Regions from separate parts of the Mus musculus genome. Here all the other regions are linked to region 1. A link is a contact called in public promoter capture Hi-C data. All regions are on one chromosome and are shown on one strand. Each heading gives the region's core, a stretch centred on a gene start, on an enhancer-like site or on the middle of the called end of the contact. The rest is flanking DNA. Distances are from core to core; before and after follow the strand shown. Region 1 holds the start of Ubiad1 (UbiA prenyltransferase domain containing 1). Region 2 holds the start of Dhrs3 (dehydrogenase/reductase (SDR family) member 3). Region 3 holds the start of Dnajc11 (DnaJ heat shock protein family (Hsp40) member C11). Region 4 holds the start of Camta1 (calmodulin binding transcription activator 1).

Region 1 (3,332 bases), core at 306-2,805:
TGAGATAGGGCCTCACTATGTAAACTGGACAGTCCCTCAACTGTCCTGGAACTCACTATGTAAACCAGACTGGCCTTGAACTGACCGATCCTCTTGCCTCTGGAGTGTTAGACTAAAAGGCATGTGCCACCTTGCCTGGCCTAACATCTGTGTGGGTTTTTTGTGGTTTTTAATTTTTCCTGATCATTTATTTTTTAAAATTCACTTTACATCCCCATCGCAGCATCCCCTCCCTCCAACATTTCAACTCTCGTTGAGTACCAGCTGTTCTTTCACAGGACTCAGGGGCAGTTCCCACGTTAGGATGTTCACAAAAGCCTGCAGGGTGTAGGGTTGGGATGTAGCTCAGATAGTAGATTATCTGCCTAGCATGTGGAATCCCCAGCACCCCATAAAACCAAGTGTGGGTGAATGCTTGTAATTCCAGCACTCAGGGAGTTGGAGGAGATTCAAGGTTGGATCAAAATTTCAAGGTCATTATGGGCTACATTGCCAATTTCTAGCCAGCCTGAGCTATATAGGCCCCTGCCATTTTATTATTGGATTTTTTATGAATAGGTGTTTTGCCTGTATATATGTATATCTAGTGTGATCTTCTTGCATGTATGCATGCCTGGTGCCTTTAAAGGCCAGAATAGGGGGTCAGATCCCCTGGAACTGGAGATACAAGCAGTTGTGAGCTCTTGGGGGTGCTAGGAATCAAACCCTGTTCTTTGGAAGGGCAGCTAATGCTCTTAACCGCTGAGCCATCAGTCCTGGCCCTGTCTCCAGAAACAAAGCAAAAAACCATGTAGGTCTTTACATCTTAGTACACAGAAAGCTTCCTACTTCTTTTTCTTCCAGCTATACATACATGTTCCATCACATAGTACCGCATTTTCTTTTCCAAGCTCTTGGCTTATGAACACTTCTCTTTTCTTCTTTCGGTCTCTCCTCTCTTCCCTTCCATTTCCTTTCCTTTCTCCTTCCCTTCCCTCTTCTCCATCTCCTTTTTGCAGGGTGGTGGTGGCACACACCTTTAATCTTACTCAGCTCCTGGGAGGCAGAGGCAGGTAAATCTGAGTTCGTGGCCAGCCTGGTCTACAGCGTGAGTTCCAGGACAGCCAGGGCTACATACACTGAGAAACTTTGTCTTGAAAACCGAAAACCAAACAAAAAGATAATCTCACGAAGCTTGAGTTGGCTTCAAACTCACTATATAATAAGGGATGTCCTTGAATTCTCTTCCTGTCGTCGTCTCCCAAGTTCTAGGGCCATAAGGATGCACCACCAGCCCAGCAATGCGCACAATACTTTCAACGTAGGATGTATTGGGGTAACCACAAATGAGTCTTATTTCTTATTTCAGTAAGTGAACCTGCCCAGTATAACGCAAAGCGACACGCCCTGAAATCCCAGGAGGGCTAAACAGCTGCTTCTTTCCAGTGACTTGCTTTTAGCTAATTTGTTGAACCTGGGCTCTGGCCTTTGACCACACCCCTCTCCGACCACGCCCCTCGCCGGCCTTCACCGGGCCCTGCCCGCCCCAGGTCCGAGTTTCCGGGCCGGCCTCCTGAGGCCGACGCACAAGATGGCGGCGCCGTCCGCCCGATAGGGGTTGCGGGCTGAGGCGGGTTATTGAGTTGTGGCACGGGGGAAGCGACCCCAGACAGGCTTCGCTCAGGTGACAGGTGGGCGGGCAGCGCCGCTGGCCCCGTGGCGGTGCATGGCCTGGTTGCTGTCTTCAGTTTTCCCCGCCTCCCAAACCCTGACCGGGGGCGGAACCAGAGAAAGGTCAGGCCAGGCTGTCCCGCCTGTCTCCGTCCTGGGGCGGTCCCCTTGAGTGGCTCACTTTTAGAATTGACTTTAGCCACGTGTAGCTTCCATGGCTGCGGTACAGGCCCCGGGGGAGAAGATTAATATCCTGGCAGGAGAGACAGCCAAGGTCGGGGACCCGCAGAAGAACGAATGGCCCGAGCAGGACAGGCTTCCCGAACGATCCTGGAGGCACAAGTGCGCCTCCTACGTGTTGGCCCTGAGGCCCTGGAGCTTCAGTGCCTCACTCACCCCTGTGGCCCTGGGCAGTGCCTTGGCCTACAGGTCTCAGGGTGTCCTGGATCCCAGGCTGTTGTTGGGTTGTGCAGTGGCTGTCCTGGCTGTACACGGGGCCGGCAATTTGGTCAACACATACTATGACTTTTCCAAGGGCATTGACCACAAAAAGAGTGATGACAGAACTTTGGTGGACAGAATTCTGGAGCCCCAGGATGTTGTTCGATTTGGAGTCTTCCTCTACACCTTGGGCTGCGTCTGTGCTGCTTGCCTCTACTACCTGTCCGCTCTGAAATTGGAACACTTGGCTCTCATCTACTTCGGAGGCCTGTCTGGCTCCTTTCTCTACACAGGAGGTAAGAATTGGCCTGTTTCCTGCTCTAAGGTCCCAGTTGCCTAAACTGGAAACTGCTACCTTCCATAGGAATGGTAGACGTGTCAAAGACGCCTTACTAAAGTAGGCCACTTGACTGGAAATCCAAAATGTGTGTATCGTGGATACTTTGAAACCTTAAGTTGTGAAAATACTGGTTTGGCAGTGGATTATGAACACTGCTCCCCCGATGGAGACATGGCTTAGCCTTTAAGATCTCTTACTGTGGGCTGGAGACCCCCCTACAGTTGGCTTAGTGGTTAAGAGCACAGGCTGCTCTTCCACAGGTCCTGAGTTCAATTCCCAGCAACCACATGGTGGCTCACAGCCATCTGTAATGGGATCTGATTCCCTCTTCTGGCATGCAGGCTTACAGTGCAAACAGAGCATTCATGTACATAAAATACAGAAATAAATAAATGTTCATACTTACCTGGCAAGGGAGATGCCATGATCTCAAAGGTGGTTTTCCTGGCCAAGACTTCTCTATTGTACTCCAATATGCTGACCCCTGTGATTTCCCCAAAGGTGGGAAACTCAACTGCACTATATATAAAACTGCTTTTATAGAGGACCCATGTTCTGTTCCCAGCACCCATGTTGGGTGCCTGACAAACATATTTAACTTCAGCTTCATGAGATCCAACACCCCCTTGGAGCCCCAGTTGGCATCAGCACACATGTGCACACACATATCAATAAAATTTTAAGCTGGGCAGTAGTGGCGCACGCCTTTAATCCCAGCACTTGGGAGGCAGAGACAGGCAGATTTCTGAGTTCGAGGCCAGCCTGGTCTACAGAGTGAGTTCCAGGACAGCCAGGGCTATACAGAGAAACCCTGTCTCGAAAAACCAAACCAAACCAAACAAACAAACAAAAAGCATAGAATGGGCTAGCAAAATAGCTCAACAGATAATGGCCGATACCA
Region 2 (3,332 bases), core at 315-2,814, 3.6 Mb after region 1:
CCGGCCTGCCGGCCTCAAATCCCTCTCCATTGCTCTTGCCACTGAGTGAGTCAGCCGGGTCTGCAGTTGCAAGTTGGGTGACAGCTGGCTCTCCCTCCAGTACTCTGCAACACCACGTCTCCAAAACCTGGAGCATGGGGAGCTGGTGTCACCCACATAATAAGAGGCAGTGGTCAGAGGGGCACAGTGCCACCTTCCAATCCAGCTGAGAAGGATCCCCTCCGATGAAGAGGGCGGGGGTGGGAATCAAGGTTGAAGGTGAGGACAAGGGCTCTCTTTATCAGCGGCTGGCTACCCCCTCACCCCTCTTTCAGAATTTTAAACACCTGGGCCTCCCAGTCTTTCAGCCGGACTAGACCATCCACGTCAACTCTCTCCTTTACAAATCTGAACCGAGCACCCTATCTCACGTCCCTGCCTAGCTGCAACCTCTCAGCTTGTTTGGGACTAGGCAGCGAGTTGCCAAGCAAAATACCAAGCGCAAGCTAGCAGGGGGTTTGGCTTCCAGCTCTACCTAGGGGCGCGCGCACACCCTGCGCTTGGCAGGGTGCGGGCAAAGAGAGAGAGAGGGCACTACACCTTAGAGAAAGAGTCATGCGGCAAAATGGGTGGGTATTCTAGGTATGGTAGTTGGTAGGGGTAAATAGCCAGCGAGATACCAATCCCAGGGGAGCCAAGCAACTCAGGGCCTGCCAAAACACAGTCCGGTGCCCGGGAAATCTATGAAGGATGAAACCGACTTGCTTCGCAGTCCCAGGTGATGCAAGGAGTGGGTGGCTTGAGACTTTCAGATCGTTGGCGCTGGTTTCCGCACCCGCAGCAGGTGGGAACACCCCCCACGACTGCCTCCCCCTCCCTGCGTGCCAGAGTCCCTTTACCCTCAGCGCCCACTCCAGGTGTCGCAGTGCCACCCCGCCCCCACGCCGTGTACCTTTCTGGCGCCACGCTCTGCGAACTCCCGAGCGAGGTGGCGTCCGATGCCTCTCCCACCGCCGGTGATGAGGACTGACTCCCGCGACAAGTCCCGAAGCTTGGGGGGCAACACCATTCCCACGGCTGCTTTGGTTACCAAATAGATCATTTGCAGAGGGAACACTACCAGCGCGCCCAGCCATTTCCACACCATCCTCCGCGCGGAGGAGCGGGGTACAGGGGGAGGTGGTAGGAGGCGGTGGACAAAACTCCCCGGACAGGAATTAAAAAAAGATAGAAAGAAAACTCCCCCAAACAATAATAAACTAAATAAGGAAAAGGAGGCGTCCCACCTGGTCACTCTTGAACTGATCTCCTTTCAGATGTAAAGGACAGGGCGAGGAAAAATGGGAGGAAAAAGAAAAAAAAAAGAAAAAGAAAAAAAAGATAAACTCTGCTCTGGCGGAGAGGTAAAAAGCGTCTCAGAAGATTGGGACGGTGAGAGGGGCTGTGGAGAGTCCAAGGGGTGGGAAGTTTTAACAAGAAGTTTCTTGCCCCAACAGCCGTTTCGGCTGGGAAATTCACAGGTAATGTTTACAGACCGACAGAAGAGTTTAGGCAAGGCCAGGGACGAAAAAAAAAAAAAAAAAAAGCACCAACCACAGCGCGCACACAGCTACAGTCCGCGGTTTCAAAGTGCAAGATTAACAAAACAAACAAACAAAAAAGCTGTTTCCCAATTGTAGCGCCCCCCTCCAACTTTCTCCAGAAAAAGAAAGGGGGGAAAAAACCACACACAAAAACACCACACACAAAACCTGGGGAGTGATTGCAGCTCCCAATTTCAGTCCGCGAAAGTCTCCCGACTCATTGCTATTCTTGGGCTCAGGAAATTGCTTAAACGCGATCTGATTGCCAGCACCGTGCAGGAGAAGTGGGGGGTCCGGGTGTCAGTTTCTTCTCGTGCACAGCTCGCCCTCGCGCGCGCCCGCTCTCTCCGGTTCCCTCCTCCCTCTCTTGCAGCCCGGGCTGGGAGTTGCCGCTCGGTGTGGCTCCCTCTCTTCCCCCCTCCCCTTTAGTATTTATTGCCTTCTTTTTTGTTCTTTCCAACTTGGTCGGGCCCGTACTGTGGAGCACTCGTGGATAGGACGCCCTAGTCTGCACCGCCCTATTACTTCGTCCGCGGGGCAGCTGCGGCGTGGACCGAAAGGGCGCCCCCTCCTTTTTTTTTTTTTTTTTTTTTTTAATACCCCATTAAGTCTGATTGACAGTTAAAGTTGTTGGGAGGCTTCACTATCGTGCCTCTGAGTGGCTGCGGCGACTTCCCCTCCCCCTGCGCCGTGGCGGGGCACGCGCCTAGGCGCGCACCCGGTCTCGCTGCGTCTCGCACTCCCCTGGGACTCGCTTCTCATTTCTGCAAGCTGGAACTTGCTGCCCTAGTCCCCGAGGGCTCGCAGCCGGAACTCGAACACGCTGCAACCAACTCTGGCAAGCCAGCTTGCTGTATCAGACCTGGCTCCCAGCCTGGGCCAGGTGACCACCCCTGAGCGGCCGGGCAAACCGAGGGGAAACTCGCGCATGCCTTGATGCTATTGGGTCGCCAAGGGTTCATTTCAGGTCACTTGGTCATTCTTCTGCCTCCAGGTAGGACCAGGAGGTTATGTTTCATCATTGCCTGATTCCCATTTTCCTTCAAAGAGTGTACATCCGAAGTTGTATTAACGTGAAGTCTCTCACGTTGAGGTAGAGGGACCCCTTGGGAGGCAGGATTTTGCTTTGGGAGAAAGGGGAGCAGGGCAAAGGACCTCTAACCCCAGGTGCCAATAAAATCCCCATAAGATTAGCTGGGAGCTTATTTATTGCTTATCTGGGCTAGAATTACCTTGACTGACAGCAATTTCCTTAATAACAGAAGCCTGTAAACAACACGTCTTCAAAGCTATGCCACTGTTCAGTTCATCCAGTGTCCCCTCTCTGGGTGCCCTTACCCCGCTGACCTTTTGGGCACCCACCTTGTAACCTCTTGCCCACCCCTTGTAAGAACGTCTCCCTGTTGGGAGGGCGGGACCCAGCTATTTAGACTTGCCTGTTGCGGGAAGTCTAGGAGGTGAGTCATGAGAAGCAGGCCCAGTTAAAAGTGCTGATGAGACTTGCCACCCGCCCCCTCTGCACATCCCTGGGCGGGAGAGGGAGAGACAGCCAGGGAGCCTGCCCTATAATCTGGGGCAGCCCTTTCCAGCCCTGGACGTGTTCAGGCTGGGAGTCCTGGGCCTCAGCCCCAAAGACTGATCCAGCAGGCCCTGGGTGCACAAGGAACTAACTGTGCTTTTAATATTCCCCGCCTGGGTGTGAACAAATCCCTTTGAGAAGTGCTGATTTGGGGAGGGGGTGGAGATCACTTCCTCTTTTGCCAACTACTG
Region 3 (3,332 bases), core at 530-3,029, 3.5 Mb before region 1:
AGAGATTTAAAAGGAAAGAAAACAGCAAACCCATCTCAGAAAGGTCGGTTCCTTTTACCACTCTGCTTCTTCAAGAACCAGGAAATGTCTGGGCCTTGTGCCTCTGGCCTTTATTCCTAGCATTTGAGTGGCAGAGGCAGCCAGATCGCTGCGAGTTCAAGGCTAGCCTGGTCTACACAGTGAGTTCTTGCCAGCACTACACTGTGTCAGGCCCTGTGGCAGAAAAAAAACAAACAAAAACAAAACAACTCAGGGGAAAACCTACAGTTTCATTCAACTGCTAACCTGGAAGTCCAGGAAACGTTTCCTGGAGGAGTTTCTGTGGTAAGCAGTGGCTGATACAGGGCACAGTATAGAGACAAAGAGCTTTGCTGTATGTGGAATGGTAAACTGAGGCAGTAGAGTTCAAGAGCTGGGTTTCTGGAGTTAGACTGCCCAGGGACGAATTGCACCTGTTTGTTCCCTCGATTATAATTACTGGATTGAATATATATATACACATGTATATATGTATACATACATATATACACACATATGTATGTACACACACACACATATATATGTATACATACATATATACTCATTCATACTGGATTGTTATGAGAGCGCCTATCACAATTTAAAGAGACACTGAGTCAGTTCTTTCAGCAGGTGGCTGTGCAGAAAACACTCAGAAAGATATTGGTTATTAGCACACAGACCAACTTTTACTGGCAACTGGGTTAGCTTTGCTGAGGCTAGCACAATTCCCTTACTTTTGATCTTTACCAGAAACCCTAAAAGACAGGATTGGGACTTGTGTGGAAGGACTGACAACTTGGACCCAGCAGCCACAGACCTCTCGAATGCCTTTCGTGACCTGACCTTGGAAGCCTTTCCGGGAACCCTTCTCTGACGGAGCTCAAGTGCGGACTAGCCATAGAGAACAAGAACGTATGCGAGGTATACACGTGCCAGACAGTGCGGACCTCAAGGGTGACTTTTTATTCTCGAGGAGACCGCGTGAATCCACTGGCAAGCACTGGATGCTGAAGTGCGGTCAGAGCGCCGGTGCGTCTCTGGCCTAGCACTTCTTGCTCATCCACGGCCCCCGAGTCGAGGCTGGAGAGGTCTTGCTCTCTGATTTCTGGGCAAAGGCTCAAGGGATCGGAGGAGGACACGAACGCCAGCCTGGGAGGGTAGCCTCTGCTTCGGAAGCACCAGCGATTGAGGGTCCGACCGAACCCTGGAGAGGCTCCCTGTGGCCTTGACCTTGCTGTCCAGGGCTGCGATCGCCCAGCTCCTGGCTCAGGCTGATGACCCTACCCTCTAGCCTAGGGTAGGAGTATGTAGGGGAAGCGTGGGACCTGGTTCCCCACTGCAGCGGCTGCCCCGGGGTCCTCGTCCCCCTTCCGGCAAGTACGTGGGTCCGGGTCCGGGCCAGGCCTGGGCACGGTGCACGCCATGCACGGGTCGCGGAGCGCCAGGCAGACGCTGGACCCGCGCCGGGGCGCGAGGGTCGCGGCGGTGCGGGCAGCTCGACGGCTGGCAGGCGCACACGGCGGCGGGGTCACGCGGCCTCCGGGCCGGGCCGTGGCCTTGCCGGGGCGGCTGCGGGGCCAGAGCCGCCCGTCCGACCGTCCAGAACCACCGAGCCGGGCCTCAGCCTCGCCGACGCCACGCCGCGGGCCTCACCTCCCTGCGCACGTTCAGCAGTGAGTAATAGTCTTCATTGTCCAGCTCCTCCTCGCTCAAGGCCGTCGCCATCTTCGCAACCTTTCACCCCGCCAAACCGGCGAGGCCGTGGTTAAGAGGGTCCGGCGCTGCGTAGCGCTTCCCGCGCGCCTCCCGCCCACGTCACAGCGGCCCCTGGCGGCCCGGAGCCGCACAGCAGCCCTTGGGACGCGCCTGCGCACTGCGCCCCCGCGCGGCCGAGGCCGGAAGCTGGGAGGTGTATATGTATACCAGCCTCTCGTGTGTGTGTGTGTGTGTGTGTGTGTGTGTGTGTGTGTGTGTGTGTGTGTGCAGTCTGTGTGTGTGTGTGTGTGTGTGTGTGTGTGAAACCTGTGTATGTGTGTACCAGCATGTGTGGGTGTGTACACAAGCATGTGTGTGTGTACGAGTGTGTGGTGTTTGTGTATGAGTGGATGCATGGGATGTGTGTATGAGGGTGTAAGGTGTACGTGAGAGTGTTGTGTGTAAGTGTGTGTGTGTGTGTGTGTGTGTGTGTAAGCGTGTGTGGGGTTTGTGAGAGTGTGATGAGGGTATGAGTGGGGTGGGGTGTATGAGTGGGGGTGTCCCGTGTGTTTAAGTGGGGGTGTGGTGTGTGTGTATGAGAGTGTGGGATGTGTGAGAGTGTGGGATATGTGTGTGTGTGTGTGTGTGTGTATGAGCACGTATGGGGTTTGTGAGAGTGTGGTGGGGGTGTGAGTGGGGTTGTGGTGTATGTGTGGGGTTGTGGATGTGTGTTTATAAATGTGTGTTCAAGTGTGGGTCAGTGTATGTGTGTGAGTGGGGGTGTGGGTGTGAGTGGACATATTGTGTGTGTGTTTACGGCTGTGAAAGTGATGGGGTTATGTGGTGTGTGTGTATCTGTATGGGCAGGGTTAGTATTCAACAGGGCCGCACCACACTCATAAGACCCTTATGGCCCAGGTTCTGGGTGGCGGCGAACCCGGGATGGCTGAGCTCCTTCCCCTGTTTTGGAGTCTGTTGTAAAGCCACCCTGAGCCCAGGCACGCATCTCTCCCGGGGCCCACCCACAAGGGAAGCCGCTGGTGGACCCACTTGCTGACTTATGTGTGCTCAGGAAACCTTCAAAGTGGTTACCTACACCCTTTGTGGTCCACAGAGGCTGCCTTATCTTCTGTTTCTGTCATGTTTTGTCTTTTCTTAACCATTGCCCTGAATGTAGGAGCACCTGGCCTTTTTTTTTTTTTTTTTTTTCCCTGCCGCATAAATGAGGAGGCAATATCCATTTGGTTCTTAATTGCGTCTGGCGTGCATATATACCTGTGGTTCCTACCTCAGAGCCATTCTGCTGGAAATTTCTCCTGTATAATTTAGCAGTGGAGTCTAATTGATTTCAACCTGGTGCCTGCTGTTTGGTGCCTTATTAAAAACGTCTTGGTTACAATAATCTAAATATTTTAAGTGTCTTTGAAATTATGTTATCAAGTGGTGGGCAGCAGCGTAGGCCCCTCCACCTGTTGGTTCACATGACCTGAGTCTTTTCTCAGGGGTCCTTGTTGTTCCTCCACACAGCCATCCGCTTGCCCGTCATAAGCTGGTATCCTGGGAGACCCCGACACCTGTCTGCAGATAGGAGAGGTTGATTTCTTTCTCATCCTAAT
Region 4 (3,332 bases), core at 567-3,066, 3.4 Mb before region 1:
GATTCTCAGAAGTAAGATTACTAGGTCAAAAGATGTAGATATTTTTACGGCTTTTAATACATACTGTGAAATTGCTTTTTGAAAGAGTTATTCTAACTTACAACGCCACCAGCGTTTCCAGAGGCAGGTTTCCGCTCCCAAATCGTCTACACTAGTGCTATTAAGAATGCTAATCGATAAAATACTGTACCCTGGTTGTTAAAAATTTCGCCTTTTTTTTTGAGGCTCATAAAATTAAAGTTTGTTGAAGAATGAGTATACAATACAAAACATTCTTTTGGGACATCTTTATTTTTGGAACAACCTAAGCAATTCTCAACGGTGACCATCATAAGAAGACCACACGTTGTTAGGATTGGCACAGACTGGCTTTGACGATCAATCCTAACGCCAAAACACTCGATCGACTTTTCAGTGTTTCTGCTAGTAGCAAACGGAGAGAGAGAGAAAAAAATGTTGAGGAATCAAACAGTGCAAGTTTACAGAGAGGATCTGGAGCTCAGCTGCTTTTCATTAAAGTGCATTCTCCTTCCTTCCCTCCCGCTTCCCTTCAGTGCACCTGCAGAATCCCTGCATGGTGTTTGCCCTCCCTCTTCTCCTTCCCTTTTATTTTTCTATGTGCGGAATTCCTGCACTCTGCCCTTCCCCTCCCTCTCTCCTTCCATCCTTTCCTCTATTTTCTGGCCACGTTCAGAGCCCCTGATTTCTCTCGAGAAGGCGCAGTACTTTGCAGCTCTTCTGGCCCGGGCTTGTGTCTGCAGGGCGTGCGAATCTCTCCGGTGTGGACCTACAGGCAGGAGAGCTGCGCGGAGCTGCGGCTGGAACCCGACCGAAGCGCCGGGAGCCCGGGAGGGATTGGCTAGGCTAGCCGAGGTCGAGCGTTCCGAGCCCTAGATCCGCGGCTGCAGCCTGGGACAGGCACCTATGACTCATCGGCTCCGCCGGTCACATGGGCAACGTGACCAAAATAAAGTTTCAGTATTTTAAGCCGCTAGAAAAGGGGACAGAGGAGCGCAAGGCAGGCGGGAGCGTAGGGTGGCCGCGGGGACGCTGCGCCGGCCGAGGGGGCGGGGCTGAGGCCAGGAAGGGGCGGGATTTGGCCGAGGGGCGTGGTCTGCCGGGAGGTGCGCCCCTCCCCCGTGTCGGGCAGCGACGCCCCGACTCTCGGCTAAACGGTTCGGGAACGCTGTGAACCGGCACGCCTCGGTGCCTTACGTATCCCTCCGGCAGGGCCGCCCCCCGCCAGCGCCGCAGGCTGCGGGATCCCGGAGATCCCAGCGTGTCCTCCGAAGACACCGGGACCCCCACGCGCCAGCAGCGGCTTCCCCGGGAACGTCCTTCAGCTCCCGGAGCACGCGGGAAAAGCCCCAGCACACCAATGAGCGAGCGCCTTCCTCATGACGGTCACGCTGGGGGGCGGGGCTTCCCACAGCCGTTCCCGAGTTCCGGGAACCCCCTTTGATTGGTCTGGACGGCTTGGGAAACACTGTAGTGACGTCCAATCAAAACACCACGTCTCGGCCTCGAGGAAATATTCCGTGTCAGCCTCATCCTGATTGGGCCATCCTTTCGACCTCTGTCCACTAGGAAGCTTTGTTTAGGTCTGGAGGGCGGGTTTTCCCGGGAGTGGGTGGGGAGGGGGCGTTGATTCCAGGCCAATCACTTTAGTCGGTGCGGTGGTGATCAGCCAATGGACAGGGTGGATAGGACGCTCCTCCCGGAGAGTAGTGAGACCCCTGGTGCGGTCCGATTGGTCGCGGGAGCCGTGACTGGCAGACGCACCAACCAGTGGGCGCTGTGCGTGGGCCGCGGGGCGGGGCCAGGGCGGGTGCGCGGCGGCGGCGGGGTGGCTGGGCCGGCGGCGGCGGCGGTACGAGGCGCGCGCTCGGGGTCCCGGTCGCGAGGAGGAGGAGGATGTGGCGCGCGGAGGGGAAATGGCTGCCGAAAACAAGCCGGAAGGTGAGAGCCGGAGCGTGAGGGCCCGGGGCTGTCAGGGTGGCGGCGACACGGCGAGCCCGGGGCCGCGCCGGACATCCCGGGCATCGGCGGCGCGGGGCGCGAGCGCGGGGGCGCGGCGGGCGCGGGGAGGGCGCCGGCGGGGTGGGGGGGGCGGAGCGCGGCCGAGTCCTGAGGTGACTCGCGGGCCGGCCGAGCGGGGCGCCCCGCACCCAGCCCCGGGGGCGGCAGGCCGGGGCGGGGGGCGCGCGGGGCGGGGGCCGGGCCCAGCGAGGAGGAGGAGAAGCCGCGACGCCTCCCGCACCCGGCCCGGGGCATCCCCGCCGTGTCGGTCGGGGTGTCAGGGGGCCGCGGGGCGGAAAGTTTCCCGGGCCGCGGGGGCTCGCGGGCACCGGTGCCGGCGGCCGTAGCGGCGTCAGGGCCGGACGTTCCCCTCCACAGCCCCCCTCGGGCCGCGCGGCGCCTCCTAGCGCCGGCGTGGGGGGTGTCCCCGCGCGGGTCCCCGCCAGGGGGCCCCCCTCGTGCCGAGCGCCCCTCGGCCGAGGCCCCGGGCGACCCCTCCCCCAGCAGGGCCGGGGTCCTCGCGCGGCCTCCCCGCCCCTCACAGCATGCTCTTCCACACTTGCCCTTGCACCCTCACTACCGGGAGGGTGGGGTCTCCACACTGCCATGCCCTTTACCTTCCGTGACCCCGATCCTCTCCGAGCACTGAGGGTTCCGTGTCAGCCTGTCCCCTTTTTGAGGGGACTCTCGTGGGGCCGCGGAGCCTCTGCACGCTGGGTTAATCTTTTTTTTTTTTTTTGGCCAGGACAAGGGGACTCGGGGCTACCCATGTTCTTCCTTCTTAGCTCACCCAGTGGCTTGTGGGGCCCTGTGCAGCTCTGAAGTCATTTCTAAATAGGCAGGCAGACACTTCTTCCAGATCTGTACTCTTTCCGTACACTTTCCTGGGTTAGGGTGAGCTCATTTCCTGAACACCCTTCGAGTTGCCCTCTTTCTTGTTGGGAAAACCGGACGCTCCAATGCTCCTCTCCCTAGCTGTCTGCCTCTCTCCTTGGAGTTCCCTGTCTGGGCCAGGGTGGGCGCCCCAGTAAGATGTAGGGCAGGCAGGACTTCCGATGTGCCTACCACTTGAGTGTAAGGGACCTCAGTACTTGTTTCTTGCAGGAAAAGAAGGATCTATTGCTTCCCGTTCACTCTTGGATCTTAGGGGGCACCCTTCACCAGTTAACACTATCCCACTGGGAAAAGGGTCCAGTGCCCTTGAATTTGGTGTTCTGATTCCTGTCTTCTGAGCAGAAAGAACCAGACTTTATGCATCCCACTCTCAAGAAGTCTTTGAATCTTTCTTGGAAATAAACTTCCCAATTCTTCTT

Evidence for each region. Promoter capture Hi-C pulls out the DNA fragments that hold promoters and counts their contacts.
Region 2: a promoter capture Hi-C map of pre-B cells shows a contact between it and region 1, with 6 times the contacts expected there. The contact joins the promoter of Dhrs3 here to the promoter of Ubiad1 in region 1. A contact is called at or near these places in 2 of 39 promoter capture datasets (liver and pre-B cells).
Region 3: a contact with region 1 is called in a promoter capture Hi-C map of pre-B cells. The contact joins the promoter of Dnajc11 here to the promoter of Ubiad1 in region 1. A contact is called at or near these places in 1 of 39 promoter capture datasets (pre-B cells), 1 of 484 Hi-C or Micro-C datasets (B cells) and 1 of 9 other capture datasets (liver).
Region 4: a contact with region 1 is called in a promoter capture Hi-C map of pre-B cells. The contact joins the promoter of Camta1 here to the promoter of Ubiad1 in region 1. A contact is called at or near these places in 1 of 39 promoter capture datasets (pre-B cells) and 2 of 484 Hi-C or Micro-C datasets (CD8 T cells and pre-B cells).

What each region holds. Positions count from the first base shown.
Region 1 is chr4:148,442,983-148,446,314 of GRCm38.p6, reverse strand. It overlaps Ubiad1 (UbiA prenyltransferase domain containing 1), which reads left to right and starts at 1,555. Exons shown (of 2, transcript NM_027873.3): 1 at 1,555-2,387. The coding sequence starts at 1,865. It also overlaps the pseudogene Gm23303.
Region 2 is chr4:144,891,309-144,894,640 of GRCm38.p6, reverse strand. It overlaps Dhrs3 (dehydrogenase/reductase (SDR family) member 3), which reads right to left and starts at 1,564. Exons shown (of 6, transcript NM_011303.7): 1 at 932-1,564. The coding sequence starts at 1,126. It also overlaps a transcript of Vps13d not described here.
Region 3 is chr4:151,932,167-151,935,498 of GRCm38.p6, reverse strand. Dnajc11 (DnaJ heat shock protein family (Hsp40) member C11) reads right to left here and starts at 1,779. Exons shown (of 16, transcript NM_172704.3): 1 at 1,675-1,779. The coding sequence starts at 1,746.
Region 4 is chr4:151,860,252-151,863,583 of GRCm38.p6, reverse strand. Camta1 (calmodulin binding transcription activator 1) reads left to right here and starts at 1,816. Exons shown (of 24, transcript NM_001081557.3): 1 at 1,816-1,959. The coding sequence starts at 1,915. All of the region lies in intron 2 of Gm42357 (a long non-coding RNA gene), which reads right to left. 9230110K08Rik (a long non-coding RNA gene) reads right to left here and starts at 1,840. Exons shown (of 2, transcript XR_390981.3): 1 at 727-1,840; 2 at 273-420.